2 separate regions of the Hordeum vulgare genome follow, and region 1 is linked to region 2. A link is a contact called in public Hi-C data. All regions are on one chromosome and are shown on one strand. The core of a region is the stretch at or near the end of the contact, and the rest is flanking DNA. Distances in the headings are between cores, read along the strand shown. Region 1 holds the start of LOC123425182 (29 kDa ribonucleoprotein A, chloroplastic-like). Region 2 holds the start of LOC123425180 (nitrate regulatory gene2 protein-like).

The links. Hi-C and Micro-C count contacts between places; a contact is called where the count stands out from the background.
Region 1: a contact with region 2 is called in a Hi-C map of seedling, with 4 times the contacts expected there. The contact joins the promoter of LOC123425182 here to the promoter of LOC123425180 in region 2. A contact is called at or near these places in 2 of 6 Hi-C or Micro-C datasets (leaf and seedling).

Annotation. Positions count from the first base shown.
Region 1 is chr2H:80,663,451-80,669,622 of MorexV3_pseudomolecules_assembly, forward strand. It overlaps LOC123425182 (29 kDa ribonucleoprotein A, chloroplastic-like), which reads right to left and starts at 3,289. Exons shown (of 4, transcript XM_045108860.1): 1 at 2,878-3,289; 2 at 2,265-2,366; 3 at 1,625-1,939; 4 at 1,084-1,455. The coding sequence starts at 3,228. The coding sequence ends at 1,387. LOC123425183 (exosome complex component RRP41-like) reads right to left here. Exons shown (of 7, transcript XM_045108861.1): 2 at 6,053-6,131; 3 at 5,257-5,359; 4 at 5,035-5,155; 5 at 4,486-4,574; 6 at 4,239-4,388; 7 at 3,802-4,158. The coding sequence ends at 4,069.
Region 2 is chr2H:80,417,370-80,423,132 of MorexV3_pseudomolecules_assembly, forward strand. It overlaps LOC123425180 (nitrate regulatory gene2 protein-like), which reads right to left and starts at 3,092. Exons shown (of 4, transcript XM_045108857.1): 1 at 1,946-3,092; 2 at 995-1,170; 3 at 523-746. The coding sequence starts at 2,951.

The DNA of each region.
Region 1 (6,172 bases), core at 2,039-4,538, 250 kb after region 2:
GGCCGGCGAGAGGCCCCGTGTGTTTGGCGTCTCCGCCGACGTTCATGTCGATGGCGTGGCTTGGATTGCTTGGAGAGGCGAGCGGGTGGCCGGCGAGAGGCCCCGTGTGTTTGGCGTCTCCGCCGACGTCCATGTCGATGGCGTGGCTGCCGTTGCCGCCGTCGACCTGAGCCATGGCCGAGTTTACGAGTAGTTACGTCGCTGTAGTACCTCTGTGCCCTAGACTAGCAGAGCCTCTGGCGGCGCTTGCTACCCTATGGCCCTGTTTGTTTCATAAATCCTAGGACTTTTTTAAGTGCCAACTTATAAGTCATAAGTCCCTATCTGTTTGTTTACAGGGACTTATAAGTTCCGAGTCCTTACCTGTTTGTTTACAGGGATTTATAAGTTCCGAGTCCTTACCTGTTTGTTTACAGGGACTTATAAGTCCATATTGCAGAAAACGGGACGGCGGGGGACGAACCGGGTGGCGACGGGGCGGGGCGGCGATGGGGCGGCCCGGGCGGCGACAGGGCGGGCGGGGACGGGGCGAGCGGCCGGCGGCGATTGGGGCGGTGCGAGCGACGAGGGACAGGGCGGCGGCCACTGGATCGACTTCCGCGGACCTAACCAGCAATAAGTCCCAATAAGCTTCTACTAGAGAGTCTTATTTGATAAGTCTCAAATAACCATAATAAGTCCCTTGTGTTTGGTTTAGGTGGGACTTATAAGGACTTTTTTAAGTCCCAAAACCAATAAGTCGTGGGAAACAAACACCCTCTATGTCACGTACGTATTATAGGCTCGTGATCCGACACCTGGCTGGACTGGTTTCCGGTTCGAATTAACGTGGGCAAGAAGCGTTCGTGATCGGATTAGGAAGAGGGTTAGCCATCGATCCGACTCGATCGTGTCATCTGAGCTGACAATTTAGTGGATTACGATTTATTTATTTTTGCAAAAAAGTACAGAAATTCCCATTGGATTTACGAGCTATTTGGGGGGCAAAAAGTAGGGACTTCACCTAGAAAAAGACACTCAGAGAAACAGTAATTTACGAGTTATTTTTGGGCAAAAAGTAGGGACTTAAGCTAGAAAAAGAAATTCAGAGAAACAGTAGGCGTTTTACTTTCGAGGGGGATAGAGCCATACACAGCATCAACAAACATTCAAAAGGGTTTTTAATGGTATCGTACATCATCTATGCTGCTAAGCATATAGAATGACTTTGACAAAATTTCTACTTTTTCTATCAAGAGGCGCAACGAGTTGCACGGCTGACAAAAATCTTCCGGTATACAAATTCACTTCCCAGTCTCTCTCATCAACCGCGAGAAAATAGTAGTAGAAACTACAAACTAACACTTACGCAACACGTGATTAATCTCTAACCAGCGTCAGGATATCTTAAAACCGCCTTTGCTCCCTCGGCTTCGACTCTGCCACGGTAACCCGGATCTGCCTGCCGTCAAGGTCCTACACAACAAAAACCATATGCTTCATCAGTATACCTATTTCACAAAACAATGCGAAGAACATACAAGCCGTCACATTAAACAATGTGAAGGACTATAGTCACATTACACAACTAGATAGATGTAACTCTGTTGAAACTGGACACTGAACATAATATGCAAGAACTTACCACTCCGTCGAGGTTTGAGATCGCATTGTTGACCTCATCAGCAGAGCCATAGGTGACGAAGCCAAAGCCCCTCGACCTGCCGCTGTCCCGGTCATAGATGACCTTAGCATCAAGCACCTTTCCTTGTTCGCTGAACAGGTTCTCAAGCGTTGAGTTGTCAACACCCCAGGATAGGTTCCCGACGTAGAGCTTGTTGGCTGAATCAAAGCTGCCGCCACCACCACCGCCGCCCATGGCCCTCGGTGTTCTGGGTGCGAATTCATCTCTGGGTGGTGGTGGTCCGGAGTTAACCCTCAAAGGTCTTCCTTGGAAGGTCTAAATAGGGAGATATAAAATCAGTTAGTTGACAGTCCAATACTCCAACAAATGCACTATGCACAAGAGAAAACAAATAGTCCCAAACAATTAACAAAGACTGCACTACAACGTTTAGTTATGTGTGATATCAGATTTCAGGTTTATACTAGTAACCTGAGCATAGGTGCATCTTCGCTTAAACATTACATGAAAGACAAACACCCTAATGTATAGAGAAGTAACTTCTTCACAACAGCATGTAAAATTTATCTGCGGTTAGTCACTGAAACCCATTTAGTGTACCAAGATAAGGTGGTTTAAAACAGATGAAAAGACTGCTTACATAGCCATTGAATTGCTCGACGGCGGCAGCAACTTCCTCAACTGAACCCATTGTGACGAATCCAAATCCACGGCTCCGTCCGGTCATTCTATCGTATACAACCTGCAAAAAATGAGATGATATATAATTCTGAAAAAATAAACTATCAAGGATTTAGCACGCAGCTCTGCCACAGTTGAACATTCATTTGCTGTAGTATGTTTCATTTACACCGCCACTGAACTAATTCAAACTTAGTTCAAGCCGTTTTGCAAAACCTTATCTTATCTTATCCTGAAGAAAAACAACCTATGCTACTCTGCTATAACTGAGCATTCATTTGTTATAGTGAGAGGCCCCTGAAGTACTGAACCAACTCGAACTTACTGCATGCCGAGACAAATTTACAGCACCTTATCCTATCCTTGAGGAAACAGTCTATACACAGTACCAATTCCACATCCATCAGACAACCCGACACTACACTGAAACAAGTCTCTATATATCCTAACCATGCAATGCCAAGCAGAATTTCACATTTCGTCGGGACACTAGAGTAATTACCTGTAGGCCATTACAATTTTGCTCTAAGAGTAAACAGTAAATACCAAGACCAGGGAGCGTGAATTTATACCTCGACCATCTCGACGGAGCCGGCCTGCTCGAAGAGCCCGGCGAGCTGCGCGCTGTCGACGGTGAAGGGGAGGTTGCCGACGAAGACCTTGAGGTCCTCGGAGTACTCGGCCTCGGAGTCGCCCCCGCCCTCGCCCTCGCTCTGCTCCCCCTCGGCGTCCTCCGTGTCGAACTCGGACGACACGGCCACGGCCACGGGCAGCAGCAGCCGCCTCCGCGGCGCCAGCAGCGCCGACACGGCGCGCAGCGGGCCGCAGGTGAAGGAGGCGGAGGCGGCCGCGGCGGGCCTGGCGGCGGAGGGGAGGGGGATGAAGTGGTGCGAGAGCGCGGTGGAGAAGAGGGTGGCCGCCATTGCAGAGGGGGGATAAGACTCGACTGGGGATAAGGTTCTGGCGCTGGGGTTTGGGGAGGGGTGAGTGTGGGAGTGAACTGTGGAGGGCGTTTTATAGTGTACGGGGGGGATGGATGGACGGCCAGCCGGTGAGCCACACCAACGGCTGGATATTTCTCTGGGGGAGATATTTTTCTGGGGCTGGGGTGTGAGGGGGTGTGGCGCCACTGGCAGTGGGAGAGGCCGGCCAAATGTTTAGCTGGAAACTGGCTGTATTAATTTGTTGGAACGGGATGGGGATAATGCACTCTCATCAGGATTATTTTTTTCTTTTGCGACTTCATGATAACGCACTATGAAGCATGAATAGCAACGATATTCTTGTTTCTTCTAGGTAAATAGAGGCATTCTTGCTGAAAATAAAGCCCACTGCAACTGAAATGTGAAGTGGTAAACACAAAATTTTGGAGGCGTGAGATTGCTGTAAGTGGTAAACACAAGCTGCTTGTACCAGCCGAACAACAACCAGATGAGATACATAGCAGCACCACAAAAAATTTATAGCATCCCAGTCCCAGGCTCCCAGACCCAAAATACAGGGCAATAGCTTTGACATCATAAACAATCCATAGAATGATAGTACAAAGTTCCGAAAAATCCCAGGTTCCGAACTCACAGTACAAGACATGGCTTGCACACCTACAAGATTTTCTCTCGGCTAAACTCTTTTGCCAAAAGAAACAATCACCACAGCCATGTAAATTGTGCTCCTGCAAACAGCAGTCCTGTCCTCCCTTCCCTACAAAACTTCTACAGCTAAGGATATCTGTTGCGATTCTGCAAACATGTGTCGCTCAAATGTCATTCGCTCGCCAGGCTCGCGGGGTCTTTCAAGCGCTCCCGCAATATCTCGCAAAGCTTGCTGCAAGCATCCATACAGAGCTCTACTGCCTGTTGATGAACAAGAGAAAGAAGTTAGTATGATTGTTGTTGCCTTGGCATCATCTCAGGTAATCCTGTAGATAATATACATTGGTGATTTTGCCATCAGTCCACTCCCCAGTCAGCGTAAGTTGTGTGATCTCCTTGCGGGCCGGCATATAAGACACCATAAGGCCTCCGTCTTGCCATGCCTCCTCGTCTGAGGTTGGATCGATGATAACATTCTTCCCTAAACAGGACTGGCAGATCGAAGTTGAAACTGATCAGCTTCCAGTTTAAATATCTCTCGACAGAAGTACACATGTGTCATAAAGCAGGGAGAATGTGAGGGCATACCACAGATACTGATGTAACAAGGTCATACATCATGATCCCAGCATCTGCCAGTGCAAGACTAGCGCAAGATATTATAATGGGAAGATCGCCTGAAATAAAAGAGAGTGGTAAGGATGAAAGTAGTTGCTTCTCTTTATCAGAAAGTATGGTACTGCAGAAAGAAATGGTGAGGGAGAAAGGCTTCTGTCAAATAAAATATGGAAAGAGATACAAAATGTATCGGCAAATGTGATGAAATGCACACTAAAAGTATTAACTCATTACTTACCTAACCTGCCTAAATATGTTCACTTTTTCTCAAGTTAGTAAGGACTGCGACAAAACAGCACGTTCATACTATGAACTTGTGAGTAATATAACTTGACTTTAACTTATATTACAAGAGCAAGAACATACTGCGTTATTGACATTAAGATGAGTAAGAATATGAACACAATTTCTGAATAAGCACTGGAAAATAATTTAGGAGCATTTCCTAGTAGAAAGATGCAATATGTAACTAGTGTAATAAACTGGAAACCAAAAGCAAAGTCATGAATAGTATCATACTGCCACCAGACTCAAGAACCAACGCAAAAACATCAACAGTAGTCTTCGGAAAAGTATGTAGCATTACTGCGCCTTCCAGGGCTTTGTGAAGCATTCCAGAGTACTCTTTGTTTTCCAACCCCTGAAATGAAGATGCATGCTATCAATCTTTATTTTCAAATATATGTTATTGACTAAAAATATTCTCCAAATAAATCGATGAGAGCTAATTAAACAGGATACCTGTCCACGTATACCAGTGGCAAATGTTGTATAGCTCACACTGCAATTGAGCCTACCAGTGTCACTGTACAGCATTGCTTTCTTGCTCTCCCTTGGGCCAAACCTGCAAAGATGATAAATAAATAAGCATTACTGAGCAATCAATCAATAAGATAGGTCCAACAAAAGTGCACAATCTAATACATTGAATTCACTACAAATCTACTCCCTCTGTACCTAAATACATGTAGTTGGGGAAAACTAGACTAGTTCTCCCCAACTACAAGTATTTAGGTACAGAGGGAGTAGGAAGCACATGTTGAAGTTGAAGGACTACAAAGTTCAAGATATCTTTGTGAATTTAAGATTTTACCCATTGAGAAAGATTTAGCCATGTAGTCAAAACTCCGGAGTGATAACTGATTAGAGCACAAGATCATAAAATACTCGCATGTCTTTGCACACTCAGAATGATAGGAAATACATGGATTCAAGATGAACATGAAATGTTCTTAGTTGCTTAGCAAAGTATAAGCATTTTCGAGTCCAAACAAAGAACTTGTAAATAAATATCAGTTGACCGTAACTTGGTGATATTTGATTCCATCAACACTCAGATAACTACTTAAATTGTCAAATCTGGAATAACTTCCAAGGATGAATTTGGCATACCTCTAAATTTATGTTGAAATAGAAAACTGAAGTAACAGAAGACATATTTTTTCTAGAATAAAATATAAGACATTTCTTTCACACTTGAGATCAAAAACATACAACATACATACAATGAGAAAAATAAAAATGCTGTTAAACTTACACTGACACAATGACCTTTGTCTTCCCAAATTCTGCATAAGCAGACCCTGACGCAGCAGTAGTTGGCCCTGTTTGCATAACTGCAACATACAATAAAATCATAAATGGCTCAGAATTGAAG
Region 2 (5,763 bases), core at 1,842-4,341:
TCAGTGTTCCATAGTCTAATGCTTCTTCTTATAGGGAAGTTTACATTCATAACAGGATGTAGTAAAAAAAATCCAAAATGTTACACACTTCAGATGAAACTTTCCCATATAACATGGTTCTGAGTTCTGACTTCTGACACAAATATATGAACGGTATTGTACAAATTGAGGATATATGGAATATTTAGATGCTTCTTTAGGAAATGGGGATTTCAGGAAATACTTATGACCTGTCCTGATTCATGAAAGAATGAAATAAAGTTCCAACATGCCAAAAATTGAAACACTAAGCAACTGGCTTACCAGCAAACCGTACAATAAACTAAACAATATATAGGTTAATACTTTCAGTAGGGAGTTCTTGACTGCAGAACACTATTTAATTATCAGATACCATAACTAAATCAAAAATATGGGAACAAAATAGAAGGTACCATGAAGAGGTATCAGTGACATGCTTAAATTGACAAACTTGAAATAGAATAAATGACGTCAGAATTGTAAAGTAAAAGCAAGGTTTACCCCTTCACAAGTTCAAGAAGTTTTGGGTATAGTTGTTGATCTCTTAGCCGATTAATCTCCGCAATCGTGGATTCCATTGTTTGCAAATCGACAACATATCTTGTATGCAAGTGACTAGCAGCAGATTTAGTCCTCTCATATGATGAAGAACTGACCCCACGCTGCTTCTTCTTGTTCAGAGCAGCTAGCTTTTGTTGATATTCCATTTTGATAACCTCAAACTCCTGCGTCAATGACAAACTCATCAGATGTATGCCGAAAACAGCTTAGACAATGAAATGAATGCCACCATGCAGAATTCAAATGGTTTTAGCATCCTAGGACACATAACATGGGTATTAGGATGGCGTTATCATGACTAAAGTGGTTTTATGAACGCATAACACAAATATATGTACATATACAAGAAGATAACCTTTTTGATTTTTTCCAAAGAGCTACATAGAGCCCGAGTTTACTTTTCGATTTTTACCTTCACTTCATGGGATAGTTTTTTCTCCCATGCAAGCAGCTTCTCGAGAATGGTGGCGTGCGTTTCCCCTTCGGCGTCGTCTAACTCATTCTTCACCTGTTCCGGTTGTGGTATCCCTTTAAATGAGCGGTTCCAAGTGATAACTTGCATCACTCTAGCAGAATGATCCACAAATCCTAATAAGAGGGATGAGATAGAAGTAACCAAGGTTAGTCATTCTATTTACTCCATCCATTCCTAAATAAAAGACCTTTTAGAAAATTCACTATGGACTACATATGGAACGAAATGAGTGAATTTATATTCTAAAATATGTCTATATACATCCGTATATAGTCCATAGTAAAATCTCTAAAAGGTCTTATATTTAGGAACGGGGGGAGTACAATATTGTGTAATCTGTATTGTACAACACAACTCCAGCGGTCCCTGAAGACAAGCATGATGGAGACTGATCAGCTGAACTTAAAAGGCAATCATGGAGTGCAGACAGACAGACAATCAACTACCTAATTGTAGACCCTAAAAAATAATCAATCCCCTGAACCTATGCATGTGTAACCTATATGGATTAGCTGTTCTGTCGTTTACCCGCTAAATTAGTGTGGCTCCACTGTAACCACAATTAACAAGGCATCGTTTCATCTTTCCAATAATCAAGGATGGAACAACACTGTTGTTCTTAAGATTGCTGATTAGTAAGGTCAATTGAAAGTCTTAGTCTATCGTGTCGACCAGTTAAACTTGTTCCGTAAGCAGCATAGAAGAAAACGTCTTGGACTTCTTCACAAGCTTGCTCAAGCAGAGAAGTTTATGTTTCGAAAATTGAACTCTCGTAAGCTTTCCGTCAATGAGAGTGACAAAAAAATTAAACTGATTGATATTTTCAACTAGCTCGAATTGTGGAGTGAATTCTTGGTCTGACCAAATGGATGAGAGGTGTGTGGGTACCTCGCGTTTCGGCGAAGTTGGAGTGGTAGTGCATCCGCGCCGCCTCGAGCATCTTGGACACCTCGTGTGCGCTGTCTGATGCCTTGAGGAAATGATCGTCGAGGTCGCGAAGGATGTCGCCGAGCCTCGCCGAAGGCGGGGCTACCACCGTCCTGACTTTCTTGCCCTCCGGCCTCCTCGCGGCCTTCTGTGTCAGCGCCCTCCGCGCCACGGCTTCGACCATCGGCCTCTTGCCCTTGGCCACGTCCTCGGCAGCCGCGGGCGGCGCTGGCGGTGGAGGCAGAGGCTGCTCCTCTGGCTCAGGCGGCGGAGGCGGCGGCGCGGGGGCCTCGGCCCGCTCGGCTGCCCACGAGGCGGCGGTGGCGGCGCTGGGTGCCAGAGTGGGTGGCGGGACGGGTATGCCGTCCGGGGAGCCGAAAATGAACTCGTCCCAGGAATCCGTCTGCGCCGCCTTGCGCCTCGTGTCCGGCGGCAGGGAGGGCGGGGGGCGCGTGGGCGCGGGCTGCTGCGTCGGAGGAGGTGGCGGCGGCGGCGGGGGCTGGAGCTGGCCATCGTCCTCCGGCTCCGGAGGCCGCGCGTCGTCGGCTTCGGCGCCCTCGTCCTCCTCCTCCATGATGGGCGCCTCGCCGGAGGGCTTCTTCTTGATCGCCGGCGGGAGCGGCAGGTCGGGCGCGCTCATGGACCTGACGAGCGACGGGGCGTCCTCGGGCGGGCCCGGCGGGGGCGGGGGAGGCGGGAGCGCGAGCGCGGCCGCCTGGCCCCCGGAGCCCCCGGAGGTGGACAGGACCGCGGCGGCCGACGCGGAGTGGCGCAGCGCGCCCTCGTGCGCCTCGCCGGTGGCGTAGTCGGAGAGCGCGGCGCCGACGTTCCGGAGCGCGGCCGTGTGGCCCGCGTGCGCCCCCGAGAGCGCGTGCCGCGCCTCGACGGCCGCCCGCAGGAGGTTCTTCCGCTCCCGGCACCGCTCCACGGCGCCGTCCGCGTCCTCCTTGGACTGGCCGCACCCCATGGCTTGCACTCACACTCCCACGGACGACGACGAGGACTTATACGGTGCCGCCTCCTCCGGTTCCTTGGCGCGGGGGGTTTGCGTTGCGCTGCGCACTTGGGCGTGACGAGGAGTCTGGGCCTTTTGGGGGTGGACGGGCGGATGCTTTTGTGCTTTGGAATAAAGCAGTGGGGGGCTCCAAAGGAGGCAGGCCTACGGTCGCCGTCGTCGCCCAGTGGATCGCATCACAGGTGGAGGTGGAGGGCCACGGCGGTGGACGACACGCTCGAACCTCCTGCCTTTTAGATTGGATCTTCTCAGCACCACCGTGTGCCGCTCAGTGGGCAGGTAACACAGGCACTGTTCTTCTCTGACCCACGAGCCAATAATCGCGAGTGATCCTAGCTGACTGGATAAATATCAAGGAACCACCGCCATTGACCTGAACTGTTGGGCGAACTGTCACAGCTCCACTGACCATGTCACTAGGGCAAAAGAACAAAATGTTTTCTGCAGCGTAAGTGTGAGTAGGAGTACAATTTCTTTTGGAGGACTGATGTCGCGCGCGAGTGGCCAGATCAAACCCTATTTAACCATCAGATTAAATCTTATAGAAAAATAAACTGGGATGTAGCAAAAAATAAACAGCAATGTAGCAAAAATCGGTCACAAATGCAACAGAAATGTGGTTGTAGCAAAATATTAACGTGGTTGTAGCAAAAATAACGATGCAAATGATGCGTGGTAACAAAACAAAATATGAATTGTAGTAAAAAGCGAACGTCGTTGTAGCAAAAAGTCGACACCGGCGATGCGTTGTAACAAAAACCCGGCGTGGTTGTAGCAAAATGAGATGTGGATTCTAACAGAAATCAACACCTGTTATAGCAAAAAAAAATCCGACGAACTCGGGTTACAACACTGACGAACCGATGCAGCTTTTTTATTGGACGGTTGTAACAAAAATCGATGTCTGTTGTAACAAAAATCAACACCGGTTGTAGCAAAAGATCCGACGAACTTAGATTACAATTCTGACGAACGTGGATGTAATTTTTTTAATGAACGAATGTAACAAAAATCTACACCGATTATAGTAAAAGAAAACACTGATACGACCCGCCATAAAATAAAATTAGGCTTAATCATATGGCGCGCGCTGGGCCGGCTTTGGCCGGCGAGCCAGCCACAAACGTTTCCCATTTCTTTTTTAAGTTGGTTCCTAACGATTTCGATTCATTAGAAAGGAAAAGGTTCACCTGTTAAATAACAAAAAACCAGGCGAAATACAACAGCCACATAAGCAACAATGGCCGACCTGGCCACCCATACGAAAATCAATGTCATTATTGTGTTAGAAATTAAATTAGTAAATGATGTCCAACTCCGAACAATCATGTCTCTTCTCTTTCTCTATTGCCCACATGCATCAGTTTTGAAGGGATGCCTCCGAACAAACACCTCTTCTTCCCACCTCTTTCAGATGTATATATACTTGAGAATCAATAGAAACATGACTAATGATTCATTTACTTTCATTAATCTCGTTTTACTCTAATACGTTATCATCGCTTTTCTCTATGAGAGCGATTAGGTGACACAGAACGGCGAAAGAGATGGCCATCGGCCGTTGTGTGACGAGGCCCTCCTGTTCGCAGACGTGATCACAACTTCCTCGCACCACCGATACCCTAGTGCCGCCTCGCCCCCGCCGTCACCGCGCCTCCGACGAGACACGACCCTGCCATGTCGATCTCATCCTCCCTCTCCGCGCGCCTCGACCTCGGTCCCGCGCCCACGGCCGCCCCGCACGGTGGGGCCCTTACGCCCGCCCCTCGGAACCCCACAGGAGCGGCTGCGCCAAGGACTCCCGCCCGTCCCTCTGCCTCGAACCCGAGACGGCGAGGCTCCTCGGTCCCGCGCGGAGGGCTGAATCCCACGGTGGATCGAGTCGCGGCGCCGCAGCCCCTGCACCTACACGACGGTGGCTTGGAGACCCGAAGAAGTCGGACGAGAATACGAATCCCGAGCCGGCACGAGTCCAGAGCCGATCCTGGAGCCGCGCGTCGAGGAGGAACGTGGTTGTGACAGTTTCGCTTTCCTCTGCGCCCTCGCTGGAGACAAGGAGGCTATTACTGGAATCTCTATGCCGGTGGGGTCCGATAAGCTCTACCCTGGCAGTGCCGACAACTCTGTTCGCGTATGGACGACAAATCTGGCAAGAATCACTTCATCAAATCATCCATGAAGAGGCCGACGGCAAGCATGGTTGCGTGATGCTAGCGGCCACTTCCCTGAAGAGGCCGACTGCACTTCATCCACATCACGAAGGCGTTTCTTCTACTTACCAAAAAAATGACATCCGGCGTGGCGAGGCCTCGATCCATGCGAGACACCCCGACAACGGGAGGCAACACCGGCCTCGACGAAACGGCGGCCTCCATCCCGGAGCACACAGCGACCCTCGACCCCGTCGCTATCCTCCAGCACGCAGCCCCGTCATGGCCATCAGCCGGCTCCAATGGACAAGACACGAGTCCCGATGGTGCATCCTCAGAAGAGACTGTCGTCCAACACGACGACCCGACCTCTTGCTCACGCTTGACCGCGGCGCCCTTGCGCCAGCCACAAGGCAGCATCCTCCCCGGTGGCGACCCAAACGGATCAGTTTGATTCTTATCCACGCAAAGGAAGACAATCCCTTACATATCCCCATTGAGCCCTCAGGCTTAGAATACTTTACAGATTAATCGTTATACTTTCTGCGAATGAAATTACAGAAATATGTTGGCTGCACTTTGAAGCCATCTGGTTTTCATATATTACATAAATA